Regions from separate parts of the Mus musculus genome. Here all the other regions are linked to region 1. A link is a contact called in public promoter capture Hi-C data. All regions are on one chromosome and are shown on one strand. The core of a region is the stretch at or near the end of the contact, and the rest is flanking DNA. Distances in the headings are between cores, read along the strand shown. Region 1 overlaps Sdcbp (syndecan binding protein). Region 2 has its middle 20 kb from the start of Gm34428. Region 3 overlaps Lyn (LYN proto-oncogene, Src family tyrosine kinase). Region 4 overlaps Chd7 (chromodomain helicase DNA binding protein 7).

Evidence for each region. Promoter capture Hi-C pulls out the DNA fragments that hold promoters and counts their contacts. Capture Hi-C pulls out chosen DNA fragments and counts their contacts.
Region 2: a promoter capture Hi-C map of liver shows a contact between it and region 1, with 7 times the contacts expected there. The contact joins two enhancer-like sites. A contact is called at or near these places in 2 of 39 promoter capture datasets (hippocampal neurons and liver), 2 of 115 datasets of contacts at active chromatin or transcription factors (astrocytes and large pre-B cells) and 1 of 9 other capture datasets (liver).
Region 3: a promoter capture Hi-C map of the 3T3-L1 cell line shows a contact between it and region 1, with 7 times the contacts expected there. The contact joins two enhancer-like sites. A contact is called at or near these places in 2 of 39 promoter capture datasets (the 3T3-L1 cell line and pre-B cells) and 1 of 115 datasets of contacts at active chromatin or transcription factors (large pre-B cells).
Region 4: a contact with region 1 is called in a promoter capture Hi-C map of liver, with 5 times the contacts expected there. The contact joins two enhancer-like sites. A contact is called at or near these places in 1 of 39 promoter capture datasets (hippocampal neurons) and 1 of 9 other capture datasets (liver).

What each region holds. Positions count from the first base shown.
Region 1 is chr4:6,374,865-6,377,383 of GRCm38.p6, reverse strand. Sdcbp (syndecan binding protein) reads right to left here. Exons shown (of 9, transcript NM_001098227.1): 2 at 242-307. The coding sequence starts at 292. Among named protein-coding and RNA genes, the nearest start is that of Sdcbp, 10 kb to the right of the region's middle. Within about 2 kb of position 1,258, at least 54 of the 459 cell types and tissues checked have an H3K27ac peak or open chromatin away from gene starts, as enhancers often do. A contact at or near this core is called in hippocampal neurons and liver, where this site is marked.
Region 2 is chr4:9,027,482-9,030,000 of GRCm38.p6, reverse strand. No RefSeq gene overlaps it. Among named protein-coding and RNA genes, the nearest start is that of Gm34428, 20 kb to the right of the region's middle. Within about 2 kb of position 1,255, at least 158 of the 459 cell types and tissues checked have an H3K27ac peak or open chromatin away from gene starts, as enhancers often do. A contact at or near this core is called in hippocampal neurons and liver, where this site is marked.
Region 3 is chr4:3,775,098-3,777,616 of GRCm38.p6, reverse strand. The region is part of intron 10 of Lyn (LYN proto-oncogene, Src family tyrosine kinase); the gene reads right to left. Among named protein-coding and RNA genes, the nearest start is that of Gm22781, 20 kb to the left of the region's middle. Within about 2 kb of position 1,261, at least 92 of the 459 cell types and tissues checked have an H3K27ac peak or open chromatin away from gene starts, as enhancers often do.
Region 4 is chr4:8,825,021-8,827,539 of GRCm38.p6, reverse strand. It overlaps Chd7 (chromodomain helicase DNA binding protein 7), which reads right to left. Exons shown (of 38, transcript NM_001277149.1): 9 at 1,995-2,078; 10 at 1,194-1,331; 11 at 976-1,097; 12 at 413-656. Among named protein-coding and RNA genes, the nearest start is that of Gm46842, 85 kb to the left of the region's middle. Within about 2 kb of position 1,264, at least 17 of the 459 cell types and tissues checked have an H3K27ac peak or open chromatin away from gene starts, as enhancers often do. A contact at or near this core is called in liver, where this site is marked.

The DNA.
Region 1 (2,519 bases), core at 9-2,508:
TTACTTTCAAGATGCATGTATACAAACATACACACACATATACAACTTAACTTCTGTTTATCTAAGAAAGAAATTTTACCCCAGGGCTAATAGATACAGAGAAATAAAAACGAATTTCTAATCAATGTTTTAGTCTACAAGAGACTTAAACAGACTTAGGAATATACCAACTAATGAATATCTCCTGTTTGATTTCAAAGAAAACATTATGAAACATTTTTTAAACGAAAAGCAAACATACCTGAATTACTTTGTCTACCTTCAAATCTTCAAGAGATGGATAAAGAGACATTTCTGCAGATATTTTCTAAAAAATGAAAAAAAAAGTATCACACAGTATGTACAGCCAACAATATGGATATAAACATTTAACAAATGTTTAATACAATAAAAAAGCTTAAAAAACAAAATAAAAATAAAACAACTACAACAAAAATAATGGGACTATTTAAGGCATATCATAGTTAGTAGACATTTAACAGCTGTTACCAAACTGTCTCTCTGTTCCCACAGCTACCCAACTACATTCATCTTGGATTTTAAACATCAAGAAAAGCTCCCTTCATTTCACAAGTTGTGAAAATCAAAGAAGAAAAGCACGTGGCTTACCCTCAGCTGACACAGTACTCCTCAGCTAAACCAGGGTCAGGAAAGAGCCTTTCACAAAACACTCTTGGGCGTGGACAGACATATTACCTTCTACCAACAGTGCCAACAGAAAATAGTATGCAGGCAAACTGCACTAGGAAGATACTCATAGTATATGGAAAAACTTAACATATGCCATCTATATTTTTAGCAATGGTTTTAGCTAGAGGGAAGGGATGTAAAAAAGGAAACTATTGCCTTTCATTGTTAGCATTTCTATATATAGTTCAATGTTTGTTAAGCTACCATAAATTGCTTTTCGTAGCAATTTAAAATAAAATTATCTGAAATATTACACAGACACATGTTTTAAGTTTTGTTTAGCTATTCTGAGGTAAATGCCTGAGACTTCCACTTAGCCAAATAAAACAATTACTAATTACTAATAGGTTTGGCAAATCACTGAGCCTGCTCCATCACCTCCCACTTCCAAATCTATTCTTTATTTCCTGCTCTCCAAACCCAGAGCTGAACCTTTTAAAGCCTGCCTGCACTGCTTAGAGGAGGAGGCTGCTGAGCTCTTGGCCAGGGCAGCCAGCCTCTCAGCCATGCTGGAGCCAGCACACTCTCCAACCAGGCTCCTACAGAACCTGCTTCTCTAGCAGTTCCCACCACGGGGAGATGATTCAACAAGCTTAGCCATGCTATAATGAGCAGAAAAGCAGGAGAAAGCCATCAGGCTACTCCGAAGGAACAGTTCACCCAGAAACCCTTTCCTATGGATTGGTAGTAAATTCTAAACTGTGACATGCTAAAGTGAAAAGTCACTGTAAGTTCGTTCCACCATGTCTCCTAAGAAGCGTCTCACAAGACCCAGAACGAAGCCATCAGCAGGCAGTCTGTCCCTCTGTGCACGTTCTCAGTCCCAGTGATGGTTACTTACTACAACAGCACCCCAACGAAAGACATGAGTTATTGGCCAGGGCTGTCTTAAGAGACCCCCAAAACATACACCCTATGGCTACTGCCCCAGAGATGAATGGTGAAGACACCATACATTTCCTAAGTTAGCTAACTACTCAGTGCTAGTGAGGTTGCGGATACTGGAAGAACACAACCACACTTTACTAAACTAGCATAATTCTTAACTACATTCTAAGTATCTGTATCACAAAGTGTAGTTTCACCCCTCAGCAAGAAAACTTCGAAAAACAAAAAACAAAAACAAAACAAACAAAAAAAAAAACAAAAAAACCCAAAAAACTTCTCTTTGCAACAGATAGAAACCAATACAGAAAACCACAAAACCAATCAAAATGCAGTTGTGAGGCCCAGTCCCAGTGGATCTGTCTACAAAACACTCCTGTACCCAAGGCTCAGAAACACTTCAGAAGAGGGGTGGAAAAGCTTGTAGGCATCAGAAATCAGGGAGCTGCTGTAAGACTATGTATCCTAGTAATGTTGAAAATACGTCCATAAAAGTCTCACCAACACAGCTGCCTATCCATGAGCTGAATATGGACAATAACATACATGCCAATGCAGACAGGCAAAGACCACAAGGCCTCAACCCTACACAAAGAAATACAGACGACTAAAAATGCTGGGGAGTGGGGGCTCTTCCCCAGGGAAGAACATACTAACTGGTTATTCAACTTCAAATGGTCAGCCCTGCAAAGTATATTACAGACTGTGCGGGTTACATTTAGGAATATAAATATAAAGACACACACATACATGCACATGATAAGATGAAAAAGGATGTCCTGAATTTGAAAGACGGCAGGGAGGGTACATTGGAGGGCTTAGAGGGAAGAAAGGAAAGGGAGAAATGTTGTAATTACTTTATAATCTCAAAAATAAAAAGCTGGATGTGGAGAAGCAGAAGAAAGCAGATCATGGGTTCCAAGCCAGCCAGATCTACACAGCAA
Region 2 (2,519 bases), core at 6-2,505, 2.7 Mb before region 1:
TTCTTAAGTAAGTAAATAATTGTATTATTGGGAACAAGACTACCTAGTACCATCTCTTCATTTTATGTCTGCGGTTGCTACTTCAATGTAATACAACAGAGGAATGCCATCAGCCCTCGGTCTGATTATTGCTTTCTTCCTAAGGGTGTAGGTCAGGTGAATACTGAACTCACTATAAAACCAACTTCCCACATTCTAGGATTGCTTGCAGACATGTGTTATCATGCCAGTTTGTATTGTATTATTTGTTTGTTTCTTTCTTGAGAGAGGAAGGGGTCTCATTCCATAGCTCAGGTGGACTTTAAACTCATAGCCAACCTCCTGCCTCAGCTTCCCAATATCTGGGTTTATAGGCATAAGCCGCCACACTCAGCCTTAATCTGATTTTCTTAAATATTTCCCTTTGTGTGATTTCTGTTCTCTATTAAATGTTATTTATTTAATGTGTAAGTCTGAGTCAAGCCCTCTCTTGTGTGGGGGTGTGGTGTGGGGGTGTGGTGTGGTGTGGGGGTGGGGGTGATGTGGGGGTGTGGTGTGGGGGTGGGGGTGATGTGGGGGTGTGGTGTGGTGTGGGGGTAGGGGTGATGTGGGGGTGTGGTGTGGGGGTGTGGGAAGTGCTTGAGTATTGCCGTGCAGGTGTGGAAGGTCAGAGAACAGCTTTGGGGAGTCTGTTTTTTCTTTCCACCATGTGGTACTCTGGAATCAAGCGCAGGGTCTTGGGCTTGGGCATAAGTGCCTTTGCCTGCTAAGCAGCCTCTCCAGCCCTGTTGCTGTTGCCGATACTGAGTTTTGTCTTTTGCTCGAAAGAATAAAACAGCCTTCAAAATCTCCAGAGATCCGTAACTTAACATGTACAGAATTATAAATTGTCTGACAACTTTTCCTGACATTTCTTTTCTGTGCAGACATGGAAAGTGTGTGCCTAGGAAAGAAGAAAGCAGGGGGATATGACGAGGAAAGGGATTTAATTTTAAGAAGAGAGAAGAGACTTCCACTTGAAGATGACAAAGAACGCACTGGCCACACAGGGGCAAGATGAAGTGGGAGTTTTTTAGAAGATATCACATCTTCTCTTTTGCTCTTTTGCAAGAGCTCACGATGGAGTGGAGTTAATCTTCATCGTTCTCCCGAGAAAGCACAAAATGAACCATCTTAAACTCAGGGAAAAAAAAAAAGCCCCCAACACCATCTGTTGCTCCGCTGAAGCGTTGTAGTGGGGGAGGGGACAAGCCAGTTGTTAAATGGGAAAGCAATCAGGCGCTCAGCTCCCCACACTGCCTTCTGCCTAGAAGCCAGGAAAGAGGTCCAACGAGAGGGTAGAGGATTCCTTTCCTGGGTGCCTGGATTATTAGCCATTGTACGTGGGTGGGTGCACTGGATTACAAACCAGGGTACGTGGGGAAAGACGTAGGTGGCACTTAACCGAAACGAGATAAGTCAAACCAAGGCGCCAAGGGCTGCTTAGGAAAGGATTTCCCTCCTTCAACCCCGATCAGTATCATCTGATGGTTGTTTACTTGTTAAACTATCGTTAGATTGAACATAAGTGTAAAAATAGTCTTAAAAACAAGGCGCAGCTCTCCATTATCCCAACAACACATGGCTTTGACTGTTTCAGAAAGGGAAATAAAATATTTAAAACAGGTTTTTATCTGGGCTGTGCGTCTAAACGTGCAACGGCCCCTTGGAACGGAGCCCTGGTGGAGCAGAGAAAAGCCGTGGGTTGTGGAGGGACGGCTGGCTTCCCGGTGATGTGGGACAAATGGCAGGTCAGTCACATCTAGTCGTTGATGGGGAATGAGAGCAGGCGTCCACTGACAGAAAACAAGCCTCCAGCCTCCACAGTCAGAGTCTCTCCGGGCTGTCCCCGTGCTTCAGGGTGACCCACAATAACAAAGCCCACGGGAGCAGTTTACTCAATAGCTTCGAGCATTGTCCTAACCGTGAATCTTTGCAGAGACTGAGACTTGGCCACCCTGGCAGTCGCGGCGACTCCCCCAACTCCGCAGCCCAGGGTTGGGCTGATACCTCGCGGCCGTGGTACTAGACGCTGCCGGAAGATGGCGCACGAAGATACCGACTCAATCGAGGGTGCCGAGAGCTACTGTGGACTGGGCGGCCGAAGAGGGATTTTGATTCATTAAAAAACATAAATTGTACTTGATGAACAACAATAATAATAATAAACTGACTACTGGATTCCACAGAGATGAATTTTTAAATCCCTGAAATCAAGTTATTTAAATTATTTAATTTAATTTGCTAAATTTCAGTAACTGCTATGTAATGGTGCATGCCGGGCGTTTAGGTTTTATAGCGTCTAAATGCTTCTCTTTACGGTGATTGCTGCAGTTGCACGGTCACCAGAGAACTCTGTCCCCATCTCCAAGCTGTGTAAACAAATTGAGGCGAGAGTAATTACACACTGAGAGGAAGGCAAGAAGAAGCCATGGAAGCCAGAGAGAGCCCCAGCGACAAAATAACACCTTAAAAGGGCTCAAAGATCAATGCTGGTGACT
Region 3 (2,519 bases), core at 12-2,511, 2.6 Mb after region 1:
GGCTGCCTTGTCTTGTTAGTTGACAAACAGCCCTGCAGTGTCAGGAAATGAGTCCTGAGATGTAGCCTCTCTGATGCACCTTGGGAAAGAAGAGAGGCTTCCGGGATGCTCTTACTCACTCACCAGTCAGCCAGACTTTCCTCAAGTAACAGCCAACTGGCTGATTATTTTCAATAACCAGTCAGCGGAAGAGCCTGCCCTCCCACAAGCCCAGAGCCACAGGTTTGGCCAAGCACACAAGTCAGAGATGAGAAGTATCAGCTTCTAACAGAAGTCATGTCAGGAGCTGCAGCATGCAGAAACCGAATATTGCTTCTTACTCGTGTAGGCTGTGTGTGTGTGTGTGTGTGTGTGTGTATAGGGTGTGCTGGATCAGGGCTGGACCTTAGACTGTAGTCAGCATCCCAGAGGCTACTGTGGACTGCTAGCCTGTTGTCATGCCTTAGTAGGGACCCATCCTTAGATATCAATCATTAAGTGATCTTGCTATTGTTCAAGCACTGTGTGCTGTACTTACATAGCCTAAGGTGGTGACATCATCACTAGGTACTATAATCTGAGACGACGGTTGTGTATGCAGTCAATGGCTGGCACAGCATTGGAATTTGGTAACCATGGGTGGTTTTTCACGCAAAGTGATTCTCACAGCACAACAGCCTTAGATGTACATGAACACTTGTGGTGGGCTGGGTGGCGATAGAATATAAACTGCAGGGTCTTATTACTTTGCACATAATTTTCTCCCAGGATACAACATCAGGGGTGTTAAATCAGACTAAAGATATTAGAAGAATCTTGCTTGGGCATGCTCACATGAATTTCCCACCCACTAACAATGCTTACATAGAAAGTCTGTCTTCTTGTTCCACAAACAAGGGGTGCACAGTGTGATCTGCCTTATCAGGCCTCACTGTGCCAGAATAGCTCTGAGGAAGGCAATTCTGGTCCCTCTCCACTAATGAACTTGAACTTTGAGTCACCATTGCACATATTTAGTGCCGTGCTGGTGGCTCACAGCAGTTACATCTGTGTAGAGAACATCGAAGGCCCACAGTGACACACAACAAGCCTTCCTTATTGGGGATTTAACTCTAGCTGGAAATATCAATTATGTCTGCAACCCAGGCAGAACTCAAATAATTCTCCTTGCGGGTGGCTGACTTACTAGTGAAAACTGCTCCCAAGTCAGTCGTCTGCCTCCCTGTGTAGAACTGGTCCATTCCAGCACCCCACAGAGTGTAGCTTTCAGCTAGTTCCCACAACAATGCTTGGAATCCAGGCAGCTCCTCACTGTGGTGCTCATCTGTTCATGGACACTGACTCAGATGTCACCACCCAACTTCCTGATGCTTTGGACAGCTAATGAAGTGTCTCACAGTGACTTGGGCTCCACAACTATTGCTCCAGTGTTTATGTCCACTAATTACTACAGCTTTTGGGCACATTAGCAGATAGCAGGAGAAAGGTTTTGTTTCTGTTTTTAATAAGAAACACCCACACCAGAGTCAGCTGACTCAGGGAGAAAGGAACTCAGGAAAGCTGTATGTGATCTCTCAAGCAAAGCTAAACTCTATCCCAGTAAGTTTCAGCCTGAATGAGAAGCCGGAACTGAAACGCAGCAGCCTGCCTTGGAATGGGCTGTGGGAATAACAGTCGTTCAGACAAGCAAGAGAGACACTAAAGAAGGAGCCACCAAAGGGCAGGAAGAAGGGACCTGCCACCCTGCTGCCTTACCTGCTTGTGGGGCAAGCTCACCCCACACTCTAGAGTGCTGCTCACCTCCTATGGCTGAGCAAAGGGTTCAGAGGGTTAGTTCTACCCCAATGTCCCAAGAGCCCGTGGAGTAAGGATGACTCTAGTAAAGTGGAAGGGAAATATGAGCAATAAGTGCTGCACATCACAATCTCAGAAGTCCTTCCTAACGGGGAGAAGGTGTCATGATAAGAGCAGAAAACAGAGTTTGCAAACCAAGCAAAACCAGGATCCACGTTTCTCTGTGTCTCCAACAGGGCAGCATTTGTCTCATGGCTCTCAATTGCCACAGAAACAATAGCAGTAATGGCCACTGATTCTCCATACTGGGTCTCTACATTGCAATCTATAATGTGCATGGAGGAAGCATGGATCAAAAAGCCCACTCCTTGCTGCTGAGTCTCTTGAAACTCAATTTTACTTAGTTATAATATGAATATTTCCCCAAGAAAACACAGCTAGACATGATGATCTATGCTTTGATGTTAATGATAACAGCTGCCATCTTAGCTTCTCCTCACCCTGACCCTGCTAGACTTTTAAAACAGCCAAAACTAGCCTGTGCAACAGGTGCCACTCATAACAGAGAAGAGGATCCAGGATCCAGAGAGGGTCTGCTCCAAGGAAGACAAGGATTCGAAGCCATATCTAGTGGGATCCTCCTTATGCACACTGGCTTCTGACTTTCAAAGCAAAGCGTTCACCAAATAAAGAAGGGAAGGAGAAAGAAGGTGATGAGGTCATTCAAAATCCAGCCAAGACAAAAC
Region 4 (2,519 bases), core at 15-2,514, 2.5 Mb before region 1:
CCCTCTTCTGTGGCATACTTGGATTTTTACTTAATGACTTTTTCACTTCTGATCATAGGACAATAAAATGTCCCCCCTGGTCACATTTTAGCATCATTTTTGTGTGTGTGTGTGTGTGTGTGTGTGTGTGTGGCATTGTCTTAGGCATACAAAATAGAACTAGGTTACTAATATGTTATAGAGTTTGTGGTCTTAAATGTTAAGTTACTCTTTATAATAATCAGAATGACAAATGCTAAAACCAGTATTCATGGATGTAGGACAATTTTCAAACATGCATTGGATAAGAAATCTCAAGCAAGTTTCTCAAGTAAGGGAAATCGAGGCTTCTATCCCCAGGTCATAGAGATCTGAGTCTTCAACCCTCTAAAACATATACAACATGCACAGGGGTCACACCCCACCGCTTTACCTGGGGATCTTTGAAGTACATTTCATACAACTGAATGGTCCGACGGCTGGCTTGGCTCCCATGGTACACAACCACGTTCAACTCCGTCCAGGTTCGGAATTCCCTTTCCCAGTTGGGGATCGTGGACAATGGGGCAATTACTAAAAAGGGGCCATGGATTCCTTTCAAGTATATCTCATAGAGAAACGTAATGGACTGGATCGTTTTTCCCAAACCCATCTCATCTGCTAAAATGCAGTTTCGCCTTTAGGAAAGAAAAGGACAGGAAAGCTTCGTGATTATCAGCTGTCACTCTCTTTTTACAGAGTATACACTCCATAAATGCATACCCCATACCACCTTAGCTATTTTCTTAGTTCAACAAAATATATCTCAAAGAAAAGTTCCCAGCAAACAGATATCATTTCTACATAGATCCATTGATTAATTTGGTGAATAAATTAAGTATATTCCAACAGTTGAATTTTAAAAACGTATTACAGCATTAAAATTTATATTCTTAATACCACAAAGGATATGAGCTACAGCATTTATTGAAAGTAAAAAGAAGCATGTTTACATACATGTTGTACCAATTGAAAAGTAGCCAGTTTACTCCCTCCAACTGGTATTCCCTGAGTTTGTTATTGTTTTTATACTCCCTGGAACTCTCCGATTTCTTCCAGTCATCAGCAGGAGGTCGCTCCTGTTCCAAATATAGTAGATGCCATTAGTGGTTTCTCAGTGACTACACCACTATGCTATGCCCAAATCAAACCCTTCCCCGAGAGCCAGTCCTCACCACACGCTCGGTTTCCGGCTCCCTGGACATGAGTTTTTCAAACTCTTCGATCTTTGTTTGATCTATGTCCTGCTTCAGCTCCCATGTGCTGTCTTCATAAGGGAGTGAGCACCACTTCACCAGGTAGTGAATCACAGGCTGGGCCAGGTTCAAACAAATCAGAACTAAAGTCATTTGACCAAATACTATATATTCAGGAAAAGACATGAGCTCTGCTTCCCTGACCAAGACAACCCCCAGCACTGGGAAGACTCAACTGCCCACATTTTATAACTATAAGCACTGAAAGTGGTCATTTCCAGTGTATACTAGAAAGTGGATTATTGGGTATTAACAGAAAAAAAAAATGAGCTTTTTATCTGAATCATTGGTTCATGACCAAATATTAAGGAGTAGCTAATGAATACCAAAAAGCCAAATCAAAGGTTAATTTTTATGTAATCTAATTACTCAATTACATGATTTGGATTTATTATAGTAAGCTATTTGTTTATATAACTGAATAGTTGCCTGCAGAGTGAAAAACAGACAAGTTTTTTCTTCAAGGGAAAAACTATCCTGTTTGCTCTCAGTCACTTACAATGGTGAATATGAGTCTGGAAGACTGAAGGGGAAACACTTTGGGTGCTCTGAGTCAGTGGGAATTCTCCTTGAGGGAAGGAGGATTTCTGTGTTTAACGTTTCAGTTAAACACAGACTAGAAGCTTGGTAGTGGAGGCTTTGACCAGGCTCAGACCTTGATTTTGTCCCTTCTGTCAACACATGTGAGCCACCCAGGGTAACACAAATGATCTCTGTTACCTCGCCCCGGTCATCTGTGCTACGTGCAAAGTCCATTATCCGGTCAACTTCCACATAGTCTGGATTAAAAAGGTCATCCTCAATCTGTTCCCAAGAAGGAAGAAAAGGCTTAAAGTCTCGTTCCTGTCTCCAGAGAAACAGTAGTTCACTTTTCACTAGGCAGGATTTTGGGTCACAGCAACACAAAATTTGTATTTGACATCTTCTATTATATTAATTGAAATGCTACAATTTAGCAAAATCACTCCCTGTGAGGAAATCAAACTTCTCAGACTTTGTTAACTGAGTATTTTAATTACTGTGTGAAGCCTTCTACTGTGAGAGAATGTTTAAGAATATTTCAAATGAAGTGTGAAATTACAATTCACTAATGGGCAATCCAAAAGGCCTATGGCATGCAATACATTTAGCATTCTTGAAAGTACAGTCTGCAGTGAAGAGTCAGAGCCACACACAGTACATACTAGCTAGTGAGCGCATCTAAGAACGCTGCACAGCACCACGTACAGAATGTTAGCATAAGCC